Regions from separate parts of the Mus musculus genome. Here all the other regions are linked to region 5. A link is a contact called in public Hi-C and Micro-C data. All regions are on one chromosome and are shown on one strand. Each heading gives the region's core, a stretch centred on a gene start, on an enhancer-like site or on the middle of the called end of the contact. The rest is flanking DNA. Distances are from core to core; before and after follow the strand shown. Region 1 holds the start of Ankrd10 (ankyrin repeat domain 10). Region 2 holds the start of Arhgef7 (Rho guanine nucleotide exchange factor (GEF7)). Region 3 holds the start of Rab20 (RAB20, member RAS oncogene family). Region 4 holds the start of Ing1 (inhibitor of growth family, member 1). Region 5 holds the start of Sox1 (SRY (sex determining region Y)-box 1).

Region 1 (2,700 bases), core at 137-2,636, 760 kb after region 5:
CTACTCCTTAATGGCTCAGTATGATTTTCAAATTTTATAGCCAGGAGGTGGTGGTGCTCGCCTTTAATCCCAGCAGAAGCAGGAGGATTTCTGAGTTCAAGGCCAGCCTGGTCTACAGAGTGAGTAGACCAGGCTGGGCTACACAGTGAAACCCTGTCTCGAAAAACCAAAATTAGAACAAAAAGAAAAAGAAAAAAGAAAAATTTCAAATTTTTTACAACCATAGCATTGTACCATTGGAAAGAGAATTTAGTAGTCAATTTTTCTAAAATTTCTTTCACCATGTGCCCAGCCTGCTCACGTGACTCATGCTTTACAGTTACAGACGCCAGGGCCTCTCGATTCTCTCTGGCATCCATTCCAATTAAGGCATACCGAAGTTAACTGGCTGCACCCTTGTTTTCGGGTTTTTAATGAGGAGCTGTGCTCCGCAGGCGCCCAATAAACACTAATTGGAGGAACTCAGGCAACCGCGGAAGCAGGCCAGGGCCGGCTGCCAGAGTCCTGAGTCCCCACTCGCGAGTGTGCCTGGCAGAGCAGCAGCTCTATTTAGAAGTAGCGCCTCAGGCATCGTCCTCAGCAGGAACCTGCGGCCGAGCTCCAACCGCTCCAGGTCACACCCACCAGCGCCAGGTCACGCCCAGCCGCCCCAGGAATCGACCAGAGCGCCGCTCCGCTCCAAATCCCAGACTCTCCTCCTTTAGTTAAGGCGTGGCTTTCAGCTGCCAATCACAGAGAGGCCGGCCTGGGCTTTGGCCTTGCCCCAGGCAAGGTTTACAGCCAGGGTCGTAGGCCTCCGGCTTCAGGCGAGGTCTCAGGCGCGGCCTCCTCAGGCTTCAGTCGCAGCCAAGTCTCCCCCCTCCTTTTTTTGTTTTGTTTTGTTTGTTTGTTTGTTTGTTTTTCGTGACAGGGTTTCTCTGTATAGCCCTGGCTGTCCTGGAACTGACTCTGTAGACCAGGCTGGCCTTGAACTCAGAAATCCACCTGCCTTTGACGCCCAAGTGCTGGGATTAAAGGCGTGCGCCACCACTGCCCGGCAAGTCTCGTCCCTCTAACCACACTAACGTGCAGGCCCACCCTCAACCCCTACACCTTCAGCGTTGGCATCAGTAGCGGCCTCCTCAAGCGGTGATCGCCTCCCAGCCCCTAACTTCACCACCAGACGCCTAAGGCGGCGTTCCTGCGCAGACCCTGAGAAGGCCCCGCCCTGCAGCCAAGGCCACGCCCTATCCCAGGCGCCAGCCTCAGCACCACCTGCGGGAGGCCCCACCCTATCCAGGCGCGGGCCTCGCCCCACCACGGGCGTCAGCAGCGGTCGGAGGCAGCGGACTGTTAGGCCCCACCCTCTCAAGGCGCAGGCTCCGCCCCGTGGCTCAGGTCCCGCCCTCAGTGCTCGCTGCGCTCGGATGCGGATGGGACGCGGCAGCAGCTCGCCTGTCCTTTGTGTTCGAGTGGCGGCAGCTTCGCAGGCCTTCACCGGCACATTCCTCTGGCCGATCAGTCGCGTGCTTCCTAGCGACCCATCATGTCAGCGGGAGCGGGCGCGGCCGTGGAGGCAGGCTTCTCCAGCGAGGAGCTGCTGTCGCTCCGCTTCCCGCTGCACCGCGCCTGCCGGGACGGGGACCTGGTCGCGCTCTGTTCGCTGCTGCCACACACGCCGCGCGCTCACCTGGCCGCTGAGGACTCCTTCTACGGCTGGACGCCCGTGCACTGGGCTGCGCACTTCGGCAAGGTGGGCGCGGGCACTTTAAGGCGCCATTTTCCGCGTGGTGTGCTGTTAGGGTCAGAGCGCACCCCACGGTGTCTGGAGAGCGCGGTCGGCAGCGGCAGCGCAACCCCTGAGAGTTCCAGGGCGCATGTGCGGTACCGCGCGGTCTGCGACCCAGGACGGTGGGGGGTGGGGGGCGCGGAAGCTGCTCAGACGCCGCGGGCGCCTCGAGGGCTTCAAGGCGCATGTGCGGCGGGCGGCGCGCGACCCAGGACCTCCGGGGGCGCGGGGAGTGTTGGGAGGCGGGGCGGAAATGGGGTCCGTCTCGCCGGCTCCCCCGAAGGATCCAGGGCGCATGTGCACACTTGTGGCTCTTCCGAGCGGGGCGGGCAGACTGCAGTTGAGGCCGTTTGCGCGGAGGCCGCCGGGCTTCGGGAATCGTGGCGAGGAGGAAACTGGGGGCCTCGCGCTTCTGTCTAATGGAAACCGGGTGCAGGGCCCCCTGAAGGCACGGAGGGATGGGCGCTGCCCTCGTAGCCGGGGGTGTCAAGTCTGCACCTGCTATGGCCGACGGCGGGGTCGCGGCCATGCCTATCGGCCCCCTCTCCACCGGGACCGTCCTGTGTAAGCTGCGCTAATTGGCCCCGTTCTCCTGGTGTTGAAAGGTGGCATGCAGTTGGGTGCAGGTAGTCGCTGGGAATCCACCTTCTCGTGGTCGCCTTAGTTAACCTGCACACAGAAGTGCTTCTGCGCCATAAAGCGGCAAAATTCACGCTGTACTGTTTACCAGAATTTGATCTAAAGCTAAAGGAGCATTTTCACGTCTACGGAGAACGAGTTGTAGACTTGACTTTGGAGACCAGTATTGTAGCGGAGGCGAGGACGTTGTAGTTCTGAGCTTTCCTATCTGAAACCTGGATGGTCTTAAGATACGGAACCATCTTGTTAACCCGTTCCAACTATTACGGAAAGCTCTTAGAGGCGAAAAGGCT
Region 2 (2,700 bases), core at 177-2,676, 670 kb after region 5:
AATACAATTAGAATTTCTGCTTTTTCAGGTCACTTAATATGCATTAACAGAGTGTCCTGCCTAGGGCCTGTCTGTGTGTATGTGCATGTGTGTGTGTGTGTGTGTGTGTGTGTGTGTGTACTCCATTAAGAAGTGTTACTTCTTCCTAATTATGGGACACTTCCATTTCTGTACTTAACACCTTTTAAATTACTAAGGATCTTAAGTTTTCTTGTAAACTGTGTATTGGCATAATCTTGAACACAGGACTTTATTATTTTTTGACCTATAAAACATGGTTGTTCTTAGAAGTGCTCCCAACCCCTGACCCGGCCCGCTCTGTGAGCTTACAAACGAAAACAAACTTTGGTCACCCAGAGCGGTGGTCAAGGTTCACACTGCAGAGCCAGGGAGCCAGCAGCCAGCAGCAGCAGGCAGACAGCTCCAAATCTAGCAGGCAGTGAGGATAAAAATTCTGACCCATCCCCAAAGAAATCGGGCTTCAGCACCCTGTGTGCGCTGTTCTGCAGGCTTGGCTGAGTGAAGAATCCCTTGATGGGGAAGGCAGTAAGTCATTTCACAGCTCGGCCCTCCCTTGGCTTTTGATGCATCCTTTAAACATGCCCAGCCACCGGTCCATTCAACGCAAGAGTCAGACTGCAAAGGCAGCGACGAAACCGTTCAAACAAAGCCATCGCAGAAAGCTGCGCGGCACAGAGACGAGGTTTTCCGATCGGTGTCGGCGAGGGGCGAAGCCGACCTCCCAACTTCACGTTAGGGTGGAGCAGAACCCCACCGCCGCCGGCACAGCCAACTCTCCTTCTCGTGACCCCGAGCCGGCCCCGAGCGTCACCGCGGCCCCCTCCGCTGTCTGTGCTCTCAGGGCGGGTCCCCTTCCCGGCGCCCCGCACACAATGGCGCCCCGAACTCCCGCCGCCGGTCCCCGCGCCTTGCGCGCCGCCGGGTCCGCGCACAAAGGAGGGCGCGCGGGCCCCGAGCCGGCGCGCGCCAGGTGCTCCCGCGCGCCCCGCCGCCCGCCGCCCGCCCGGGCCGGGGACCCACCCGAAGACCGTGCCATGGCCACTTACTTTCTCGATGGTCCCGGGCAGCAGGCGCTCCAGCAGCCGGCATAGGACCACCCCGTCCTTGAGCGACGCCTGCAAGAAGACCTCAGGGTCCGAGATGGTTTTCTTGGGCGACTCCAGCACGCCCAGGGTGATGAGCCACGTAACGGTCTGCTCGGCAGAATTCATCGCTGCGGCGGCTCGGGCTGCGCGCACAGAGGGGGCGCCGCGCGCGATCACCTCGGAGCGGCCCGGGCCGCGGCCACCCGCGCCCCCGCCGCCTCCGCGCCCATGGGCGGCCGCGCGCCGGCGATTGGCCCGGCCGGCCCAGCAGGTCCCGCTCCGCTCCGCGGGCTCGCGCGCGCCCTGGCCCGCTGTCAAGTGCCTTTTCATTAGCGGCGCAGGAACCTGCGGGCGCCCGGCACCGCCCCCGCCGCCGCCCCCCGGCCGCGGCCGCCGTCGCCCGATGACATCACCGGAGAAGAAAGACGCGGCGGCCGCCCGCGCGCACCCCGCGCCAGCCCCGGCGCACGACAGCTGGCGCGCCCCCCGCTCACCTGCGCCGCCCGCGCGCCCCGGGGCTGCGCGCCTTTGTGGGTAGGGCGGCGCGCGATTAGTAAGCGCTTCCCAGAATGCTCTCTTGAGCTAGCCCGCCGACTGCGGGGCGCGGGCGTCTCTTCGCCACCTCGCCAGCCGGCGGGGATGGCACGCACATGCTCGTTAGATCTGTGACCAGATGGGTCTCACTCGGGCAGGAACGAGCGTCGGGAACGCGGGCGCGATGCTAAGCGGCTGGCTGCAAGGCCACTGGAGGCGGGGGGCGGGAGCGGAGATGGGGGGCGGCGGGCGCGGACGACCTTAGTAGCCAGAAGCCTTGCATGACTCCTTGTGAAATTGACGGTGACGTGTCCAGCGATCAAGAGCACATCGCAACCTCGGGTGGGTGTCCGCTGGAAAGCGTGCTGTCCACGCTTAGGCCCAGAACTTGGGCGTCCTCTTCCAGCGCAAAGGATGTGTGACAGGAGCCTTGGGGGAAGGGGGGAGTAGGTGAGGGCTCACCGTCAATCGACACATATTTCCACTTACTCCCGCCACTGGTCCTATGCTTTCCCTGCTGGCTGGCACTCCTCGACAGTTTAAAATAAAGCTTGCAGTGTCCCAGGAGACCTTTCCCCTGGGCCAGGCACGCACGTTCATCCAGTAACTGCTCAAGGCTAGAAGCCATGCGATGCTGTCAATTAAAAACAAAAAACAAAAACAAAACAAAAAAATGATCACAGGTTCGACTCTCTTCTCTGCATTCTCCAGGTGCTTCCATCACCACCATCGATTGCGTTTAATAGCATCTTCTGGCTAAATGACTACATTTCTGTTCCAGACACAAACAAAGCATTAAAATAGTGTGAAGTTTGTTGAGGGCCAGCTTCTCTGTGGTGGCAGCTGCCTTCAGAGCAGCGCTAGCCAGCCCTAACCAACCACTGCTGCAATTACGGTGTCTTTACCACCGACAGACCCAAGCCTCACTTTTTGTCCATTTTCCTGGTTACATATGAGAGGTACCCTGCCCTAGGAGCCCCACATCAGCCAGTTTCCCATCTTGCTTCCCTGTGGAGGTCCAGAGAGTGGCAATGCAAAACTGATCACCGACGCCCGAGTC
Region 3 (2,700 bases), core at 165-2,664, 920 kb after region 5:
CCCCTGATCCTAGCTTAGATGTTTACACAGAACCCATTTCTCTCTCTCTCAGCCTCTGGGGACTTGTCGTCTGGTTACTCCTCCAGCCTGGCCCTGTAACTTTCATGCAACAAGCCCTTAGTAAGTTGGAAGTAACTTAAATTTCCCTGGGAGGACATGCGGTGGGGTGGGATGGGCGGCTAGCAGAAGCCTGGGGCTTAGAGGGAGCTGGTTTCACGCGCTGGTGAGCATTCCACGCCCCAGAACGTACTTTCCCACCCGCATTCCCTAGAGCAACGGTCCTCAGTTCTCAGGCAGGGTGCTTGAGGCAGGCGTAGCCATCTCGCCTCGGTGGAATCTCTGCACCTGCAGAGGGAGAAGCTACTAGGAGAGTCGTCTCCCTTCCCTTCCCTCCCCTGGACCTAGTGGGCTTTACTCAGCCCCAAATATCTCCTCCGCCTCCCTGCATGCTTGTGCCCCTGGAGGAAGATTTTGGTTTTAGGGGTTCTCTGTTATAGGAGAAAGGGAAGCTGTTTTCTAGCAGTCACTGCAAATGCAAAGTCAAGTTTTCCCTTCAAGGTTTCTTGCAGAAGTAAAAAGCGAACCTAGCAGGCACCTCCCGGTGTCCCCGACCCATCCACATTCTCCCTTAAATCTTAGCCGACTTCCAAGGGACTTTCCCAGCCAGGCAACTCTCCACCTGTGTGGGTGCAACCAAGGTGCACCGAGGAGGAGCGCTGGGCACAGGCTGGGAAGCGAAACAGAGCCAAGGGAGCCTGTGACTAGACAAACACCAGGTCCTGGGCCTCTCCGCGGCTACCCGGGCTTTTGGAGGAACTGGAGCGTCCGAAGGAAGGCGCTCTGGAACTTTCACCTTAGGACCCAGGTCCTAGGCTCCAAACTTGGCGACATACAGGCTTTCAAAGGGTGGGGACTGTAAAAAAAAAAAAAAAAAGCGGTACTGTAGCCCTGCTAGAGTCAGGGGTGCGGGAAGAGGGAGGCTGGCGTGGGTTGGGCCAGTGGAGAGGGGTTCCAGGAAAGGGCTGGCTGGGCTGGAGAAGGGCTTGGAGAAGGTATGGGAAGGAGCTGGGGCGGGAGGTAGGGGCCAGGGCTCTGGGAAGGGCAGAAAAATAAAGGAGGAACGGAGTTTGGGATTATAGGGACGGACGCAGGACGGTCCTTGAGGGAGGGGGAATGGGAAAGAATGGGGAGGGGTGGGCGTGGGGCTGAGATTTAGCAGGCAGAGAAAGGGAATTTGGGGAAGGAGAGATAGGGAGTAATAGGAACGAGGCAGGGGTGATGGGGAGTGTGGAAGGGGCTTGGGAGAAGACTGGGGGCGGGGCCTAGGCGGACCAGGGGGCGTGGGGTGGGCGTGGCGGCCGGGCACCCACGTGGTCGCAGGGCTGCGTTCACACTCCGGTACAGAGCTGTGGCGCGCTTCCTCTTTGGCACTTCATCGAGTTCGGATCTCAGGCCAGGGCCACTAGAGTTCGGGGTCCCTGGAGGCCGGGGTCCGCGTCCCCTGGCATCCTGGGCGGGTGACCGAGAAGCGCAGGGGTCATCTCCTCCGCGGCTATGCGGAAGCCGGATGGGAAGATCGTACTGCTGGGGGACATGAACGTGGGTAAAACGTCGCTGCTGCAGCGCTACATGGAGCGTCGCTTCCCGGACACGGTCAGCACCGTGGGCGGCGCCTTCTACCTGAAGCAGTGGCGTTCCTTCAACATCTCCATATGGGACACCGCAGGTGAGGGCGGCGCCGCCGGGACAGGCGGGCTTCGGGGCTCTGCGGGGTCGAGGAGTCGTCTGTGGGCAGCCGCGGGGTCTCCACTTTGGGCTGTGACATTCATTGCACCTCTGTTCCCACTTGCCTTGCTTTGCCGATTGAGAAAATCTCCAGTTCAGCAGCACTCTGTGCGTCTTCGCGAAGATTCGGGTTATCCTGGGAGAGATCTCCGATCAGTACGACTCTCGCTTCTTAGGTGCTTTAATGTCCCCCTCAGGGTGCCCTCCTTTGGTGTACAAAGCAGCCTTGGGAGTTGAGCACCGCTGCTATTACCGACTTCTTTATGAACGAGGAAACTGAGTCAGAGAGCGTTGGACCACTCTGCTGGATGTAAGGCGACTGGGAAGTAGAGTTGGAATCGCCCAGCCTCCTCGACTCACGGTTATTTACCCAGTGCCGAGTCTTGGCTGGTGCGCAAGTCACGTGAGTGGAATAGCTTCCTGTACTGGCATTTTTAAGATAGGTAGTGAATTATTTTTAGTGCGTGTACAACTTCGTCTTGGACTTTCCCGATTAATTTGCTTCTGTCTTCTCCCTTTTCCATGATAAAGAAATAAGATACTTTAAGTGAAACAAACGAACCCGGAAATAGTATGGTATAGTTTCAGGGAGAGAGGTTTCCAATGTATGAAACTCCCAAGTTCTGACTTTTTATGTTGTGTAAAGTGTGGTGGCGCACGCCTTTAATCCCAGCACTTGGGAGGCAGAGGCAGGAGGATTTCTGAGTTCGAGGCCACCCTGGTCTACAGAGTGAGTTCCAGGACAGCCAGGGCTATACAGAGAAACCCGTCTTGAAAAACCAAAAAAGAGTGATGTACTCAAAAGCCTCGCTCCTAATCCCTGACTCCTTGTCTTGCGCGTATCAATCTGTTGGCTATGTAATACATTCTGATCAAGCTGAGTTAGTGAAGGTCTGGGGAGCTTCCCTCCCTCCT
Region 4 (2,700 bases), core at 121-2,620, 840 kb after region 5:
TTTCCCCAACAGCCAACAGTTCCCGGCGGGCACGCAGGCTCCGCCTCTTCGCCACTCTGGGCAGCCCGGGTCTTCGGGTGGGCTGCAGGTCCCTCACCTGCCCCGCTCCTCTCCAGCCAGAGCCCAGCTCGCGTCCACCGATCGCAGCGCAGTCGTACACCTAGTCGGCTGCGATCCTCCCTTTCACCCTCTTCCTCCCCAAGACACACCGCGCCGGCGCCCCTCGCAGTCGGCCCGGAGCCCTGTCCAGAGCCAAGAGAGGGCCCAGGAGAGCAGGGCCTGGGCGATCGCGCGACCCCGAGTCAGGACTGCCCAGTACTTTATGTAACACTTAGAACCAGAACCTGGCGGGAGGCGGCGACTCTCCGGACCCGCACTCAGCTCCGCCGGAGTACGGCCCGCAGCCCTCTCTCTAGCCCGGTGCCCGCGCCCTACGGCCGCGGCGCCCGCATAGCACTCCACCTCGCGCGGCCGCCTTCACCCCCTCCCCGAGGACGCGGCCGAGCCCCGCGCCCCCTCCCCCGCAGCACCGCCTCATCACTTCACTACAAAGAGCGCTTTGGTCGCGCAGCCTTGCAGCCAGCCGTTCGCGCTCCTTCCTTCTCCATGTCCCGGAGCTCGGTACACAAGGACCTCGGCGTATCAAAGGCGCTCCAGACCTTTTGTTCCTAGCCCTCCGAGGACGCTACCGGGCGCTCCGGCTCCAGCAGGACCGGTCAGCCTCGCCGCCGGGACCCAGGGATGGACGCGGCCGCCCCCGCCCATCCATCACCCGCCGTACCTTGGTATTTGGCGTCGATCTCCCGCATCAGCGAGACGTTCCTCTGCAGGTCGAAAGGCAGTGACTCGATTGAGTCCAGGTAATCCTCCACATAGTTCACCAGGTGGATCTGCTCCCCGTTGGCAGGACTCAACATGGTTCACCCCGGAGGTCCCCGGCGATTCGGCGGCTTTCCGCTTCCTCCACCCCCCGCCCCCCTCAAACAGCACTGCAAAATGCAAAGCTCTCTCGCCCTTCCGCGCCCCCCCGCCGCTCCGGCCGGGCTGGCCGGCGGCTACATCTGGCGCCTGCCGCGCCGCCTCCGGGGCCGCGGGGACCCCGGCGCCTGCAGGCGCGGGCCGCGGCGGCCGAAGCTCAAGCGCACACCCCGCCGGCCGTGCAGGCCCCCTCCCGGGCGGCGGGCGGCGCGGGGGGCCGTGCGTACTAGCGCGCACACACCCAAAGAGGGCCGGCCACCGCCGCCCACCCGCCACCAGCGTGGAGAGCGGAGAGAGCGGGGCCGGCTGCGGGAAGGGCGCGCTCCGCCGCCCGCCTCGCCGCACTTGTCCAACGTGGAAAACCCAAATACCAGTTTCAAACACTTGGGAAACATTCAGCCCCGCGCGCAGCGCGCATGCGCCCCGCCACCCCTCCTCCCGGAGGCGGCCCCGCCCCCACCGCATTCACGCCCCTCACCGTCCCGGGCCGGGGGGCGGCGGGCCGCGAGGCCGGCCCGCGCGGGGGCGTGGCCTGTCATTGTCGCTGGGGGCCAGGGTCGCCGAGGGGACAGCGGCGGGGTCGCCTGGGCAGGGGAGACCGGCGACGCGAAACTTTACTAGGAGTTTGACACTCGGTGGCGGACCTACTGGGCGGAGCCGCACGCCGGCCGGGAACCGCGGGGTGCTAGCCTGCTCCTCGAGACACGCCGGGGCCGGACGAGCCTCCAGATCGCTGCCTTCAAACCGACTAACCTGAGAAGAGCCACCCTCCGCTGGGTTAACTGCATTCCCCCGCCTCCTAGCGCGGTATAAATAGGGCCCCCGAACAGAAATGGCAACGGCGTCAGCCAATCCCCTTGCGACTCTTACCTCTGCGGCCAATCTGGACGAGAAGGAGGTGTGGTGGGATCGGCAACGCCCCCCGCACGCCTAGTACTAGAGAGCTGTCCTCTTCCAGGAGGGACGAGCGGGCGGAGCCGAGCGAGGCGGAAGTGGACGCGCAGGCGCAGCTCCCTGGCGATGGATGCGGACCCGCGCGGGAGGGCAGCTATCGACACGCAAAGGGACCACCACTCCCAGCATCCTCGGCGCCTCCACGCGCCTGCGCCTTCCGCCCCCATCGTCCCTTTGTGTCGCCTCCCGGTGCTGGGTTTAGAATGGCCTGGAGACAAAGGGGCCCCCGAGGGGTGCTCTTTTCAGCGCGGAGATCTACGGTGGGCGGGCTGGCGGGAGCAGCTCTTCTCTGATCCTAACTAGCTCTTCCCCTCCCTGCCGCATCTGAGGCTGCCCATGTCCTCGTCACACTGAGTTGGCAGCGGGCACCGCAGTGTGCTTCCCGCAGGGGAGCACAACCTTCAGCTTCCCATCCCGCCCTTCCCCCACAGCTGCCGGATTTAGGGCTTTCTGAAAAGCCCGGGCAGAGCGAGGGGTTGCCTAGGCGACGGGCCCCGGCGGTCCCGCCCTCTTCCTGCCTAGGCACCGCCCTGGGGCGGAGCCTGGCCTGTGGTCGCCACATTCGCGCCTTTGTATGGCTGGGACTGTGGTGCGGCTGTCCTATTCGCCCCTCTGAGTCCCAGGTCCTCAATCTTGCTCGGCCGCCTGGGCGAGAGCGGTGGACCCGCTGCTGTGGCCTCAGGTGCGCAGGGCTGGTGATGGCGCTCTGCCTCGCCTGCGGTGTCTGCTGCGCCGGGTCAGCTCGCAGCCTTCAGCCATCTGGAGTTT
Region 5 (2,700 bases), core at 193-2,692:
AGCCGCCGCGGCCACCGAGCCGGGGTAGGCGCCGTTAGCCCAGCCGTTGACATGCGCGTAGCCTCCTCCCGCCGCGCCGCCTGGGCTCTCCAAGCGCTGGCCCACCGCCGCCGCCCCGACGCCCACGCCCACACCCATGGCCACGGCCGCGCCGCCGCCACCCGCGCCGGCCGCTAGCAGCCCGCCGGCCAGCGAGTACTTGTCCTTCTTGAGCAGCGTCTTGGTCTTGCGGCGCGGCCGGTACTTGTAATCCGGGTGTTCCTTCATGTGCAGCGCGCGCAGTCTCTTGGCCTCGTCGATGAACGGCCGCTTCTCGGCCTCGGACATGACCTTCCACTCGGCCCCGAGGCGCTTGCTGATCTCCGAGTTGTGCATCTTGGGGTTTTCCTGGGCCATCTTGCGCCGCTGTCCGCGGGACCACACCATGAAGGCGTTCATGGGCCGCTTGACCCGATCCTGGTTGGCCTTGGTGCCCCCGCCGCCGCCGCCGCCCCCGCCCCCACCGCCGCCCCCGCCCGCCCCGGCCGGGCCCGAGAGGTTCGTGGGCGCCTGGGCGCCGCCGGGCGAGTGCAGGTCGGTCTCCATCATCATGCTGTACATCTGGGCGGCTAGCGGGTTCACCGGTACCGCAAAGAGAGGGCCTGGAGCATAGACGGCCGGGTGGGGGTGGGTGGGTGGAGAGAGGATCAGCCCAGAGAGACTGGGGGGGGGGGTGTGTGTGCGGTGGGTGCCTAGCGGAGAGAAGGGGGTTGGGTGGAGGCCACAACAACAACAACAACAAAAAAGAGGCAAAAGCACACGCACTTAGCGCGGGTCCAGCTCGCAGGTGGAAAGTTTCTCCCGGTGCACAAACCACTTGCCAAAGAGGCCGATGGCCAGGTTGATTGCTGCCGTCCGGTCACTCAGGGCTGAACTGTGCAAACAGGTGCAGTCGTGGCCAAGTTGAGGCTCCACTTTCTGGGTCTGAAGCGGTGCCCCTGGGCCCGACGCAGGGTTCGCTGCCTCCTCTTGTCGGCTCGAAGTCTCCGTTCCTGTGCTGGCTTCCTTGGCGGCTTCCAACTCTGGGACCGCAACTTCTAGCAAGGCGGTGCGCCGCGTGCGCTGGGCATGTGCTGGTCCCAGGTGCCTGGGGGGAGCCAGGCGCTGAGGGGGACTCGGAGGGGGGTTCGGAGGGGGCGATCGCGGTGCAGCCAGGGAGGGGGTTAGGGACAGCAGTGGGAGTGCCAACGCGAGCAGAGAGCCAGAGAGCTGTGCCGCTGTGCCCAGGACAAGCTGTCCGCTGCCTGCCCGAGGCCGTGCGCTCGGAGCGGAGGCGCACGCGGGGCCGGTGGCGCGGGGGGCCCAGCAGCCATACGCCGGGCCCGGGCTGCCATTAAATGAGCGCGCCGCGGCCAATGGGAACCGGCGGCGGCGGTGATTTGCATGGCGCGCTGGCGAGTGACGTGGGGAGGGAGTAGATACACTGGGCGCGGGCGGCGGAGCAAGGAGGTGGAGGAGGAGAGAGGGGGGGAACAAGGGCAGGAAGGAGGGGGAAAAGGGGGCGCGGGGGGGCGGGGTCACAGCCACACTGCTTCCTGAGCGCGCGCGCGCGGCGGCGACGGCGGCGGCGGCGGCGGCGAACCCAGAGCTCGCCCCCTTTGCCTCTCCCCGCCCGCGCGCTCCGAATGATTAACGATTGGGTTGAAAACCCAGAGGAAGAAAGAATCGCTGTCGGGGGAGGCGGGGGGAATACAGCCCTGGGTCGTGTTTAAATGCGCTCATTGGAGACCCAGCTCCTCCCCTGTCCCCAGCCAGCCAACTCTGTGCCCGCTGGGAAGGGGAAAGTTGGAGATAGAGGCCTCACTTTGCACTCAGCTCAGCCGGGAGTGCAGAATAACAGCGGTGCGGGGGAGATCCTCCCGGGGGGGGGGGGCTTAGGCCCAAAGTACCTCTGCTGGGTTTCAGGCCAAGCGGGGCGGCTCAGTCTCTCCCACCCCTGGCGCTCGGTGCATTCTCAGAGCCTGCAAAGGCCTTTACAGATTCGGGATCTATAATTCGGGTCTCCGTGGCAAGAGGTGCAGCGGTTTTTGTGTGGTGCTACGCTCCTAGCTCCCTAATCTACCCCGAACTTTCTTGGGGGAGGGGGTGTCTTTTAATGGAGCGGAGTGTTATAGTCAGGTGCCAATTTACTCTATATCCTCTTGAATTTCTGCGAAGGTCAAAACCAAGATCTAGCTGGAATCTTGTTACTCCGACAGTAAAAAGAAGTTTGTGGAAACAGCAAAAGAATACCTACCTAGCCTATGCTTTTCTGAAGCGATTCTCCCAGAAGCTGTTTGCCAAAGGATTTTGAAAATCGTGTGAACTCGGGTTTGCGAGGGTGGGGGTGGGGTGCGGGCGCTGAAACGGAATTGGAAGGTCCAGTGACAGGGCCGCCTTTTTGTATGTTGTTGTTTTTGTTTCTTCGTATGTTGTGAAAAAGAAAGGGCAGTTCTGGGGATGATCAAGACATACACAAATGGCCGTAATCCATGAATCTCAGAACAAATATGATTCCGGGATGTATAAGAGATTTCCAACCCCACCCCAGGCTACTTGGGATCAGACCATCATGTCCAAAAAAAAAAAGGGGGGGGGAGTTATTGTAAAGGCTTCTTCCAGAAAGACCTTTAGAGTCTACAAGTTCTTCAGATATCCTGGGGCGGGGTACAGAGGGGAGAG

The links. A called contact is a pair of places that touch in the nucleus more often than the background predicts.
Region 1: a Micro-C map of embryonic stem cells shows a contact between it and region 5, with 6 times the contacts expected there. The contact joins the promoter of Ankrd10 here to the promoter of Sox1 in region 5. A contact is called at or near these places in 5 of 484 Hi-C or Micro-C datasets (cardiomyocytes and embryonic stem cells) and 2 of 115 datasets of contacts at active chromatin or transcription factors (astrocytes and stem cell-derived neural progenitor cells).
Region 2: a contact with region 5 is called in a Hi-C map of embryonic stem cells, with 3 times the contacts expected there. The contact joins the promoter of Arhgef7 here to the promoter of Sox1 in region 5. A contact is called at or near these places in 5 of 484 Hi-C or Micro-C datasets (all in embryonic stem cells), 4 of 115 datasets of contacts at active chromatin or transcription factors (embryonic stem cells and stem cell-derived neural progenitor cells) and 1 of 9 other capture datasets (embryonic stem cells).
Region 3: a Micro-C map of embryonic stem cells shows a contact between it and region 5, with 6 times the contacts expected there. The contact joins the promoter of Rab20 here to the promoter of Sox1 in region 5. A contact is called at or near these places in 1 of 39 promoter capture datasets (embryonic stem cells), 16 of 484 Hi-C or Micro-C datasets (differentiating embryonic stem cells, embryonic stem cells and stem cell-derived epiblast-like cells), 5 of 115 datasets of contacts at active chromatin or transcription factors (embryonic stem cells and stem cell-derived neural progenitor cells) and 1 of 9 other capture datasets (embryonic stem cells).
Region 4: a Micro-C map of embryonic stem cells shows a contact between it and region 5, with 6 times the contacts expected there. The contact joins the promoter of Ing1 here to the promoter of Sox1 in region 5. A contact is called at or near these places in 1 of 39 promoter capture datasets (embryonic stem cells), 3 of 484 Hi-C or Micro-C datasets (all in embryonic stem cells) and 2 of 115 datasets of contacts at active chromatin or transcription factors (embryonic stem cells and stem cell-derived neural progenitor cells).

The regions. Positions count from the first base shown.
Region 1 is chr8:11,634,443-11,637,142 of GRCm38.p6, reverse strand. Ankrd10 (ankyrin repeat domain 10) reads left to right here and starts at 1,386. Exons shown (of 6, transcript NM_133971.3): 1 at 1,386-1,732. The coding sequence starts at 1,526. It overlaps Mir7238 (microRNA 7238), which reads left to right and starts at 1,407; the gene lies at 1,407-1,449.
Region 2 is chr8:11,726,784-11,729,483 of GRCm38.p6, reverse strand. Arhgef7 (Rho guanine nucleotide exchange factor (GEF7)) reads right to left here and starts at 1,426. Exons shown (of 22, transcript NM_001372321.1): 1 at 1,068-1,426. The coding sequence starts at 1,232.
Region 3 is chr8:11,477,354-11,480,053 of GRCm38.p6, reverse strand. It overlaps Rab20 (RAB20, member RAS oncogene family), which reads left to right and starts at 1,414. Exons shown (of 2, transcript NM_011227.2): 1 at 1,414-1,726. The coding sequence starts at 1,555. E230013L22Rik (RIKEN cDNA E230013L22 gene) reads right to left here and starts at 2,125. Exons shown (of 2, transcript NR_126558.1): 1 at 1,371-2,125; 2 at 1-913.
Region 4 is chr8:11,555,127-11,557,826 of GRCm38.p6, reverse strand. It overlaps Ing1 (inhibitor of growth family, member 1), which reads right to left and starts at 1,370. Exons shown (of 2, transcript NM_011919.5): 1 at 782-1,370. The coding sequence starts at 917.
Region 5 is chr8:12,394,261-12,396,960 of GRCm38.p6, reverse strand. Sox1 (SRY (sex determining region Y)-box 1) reads right to left here and starts at 1,442. Exons shown (of 1, transcript NM_009233.3): 1 at 1-1,442. The coding sequence starts at 600. All of the region lies in intron 1 of Sox1ot (Sox1 overlapping transcript), which reads right to left.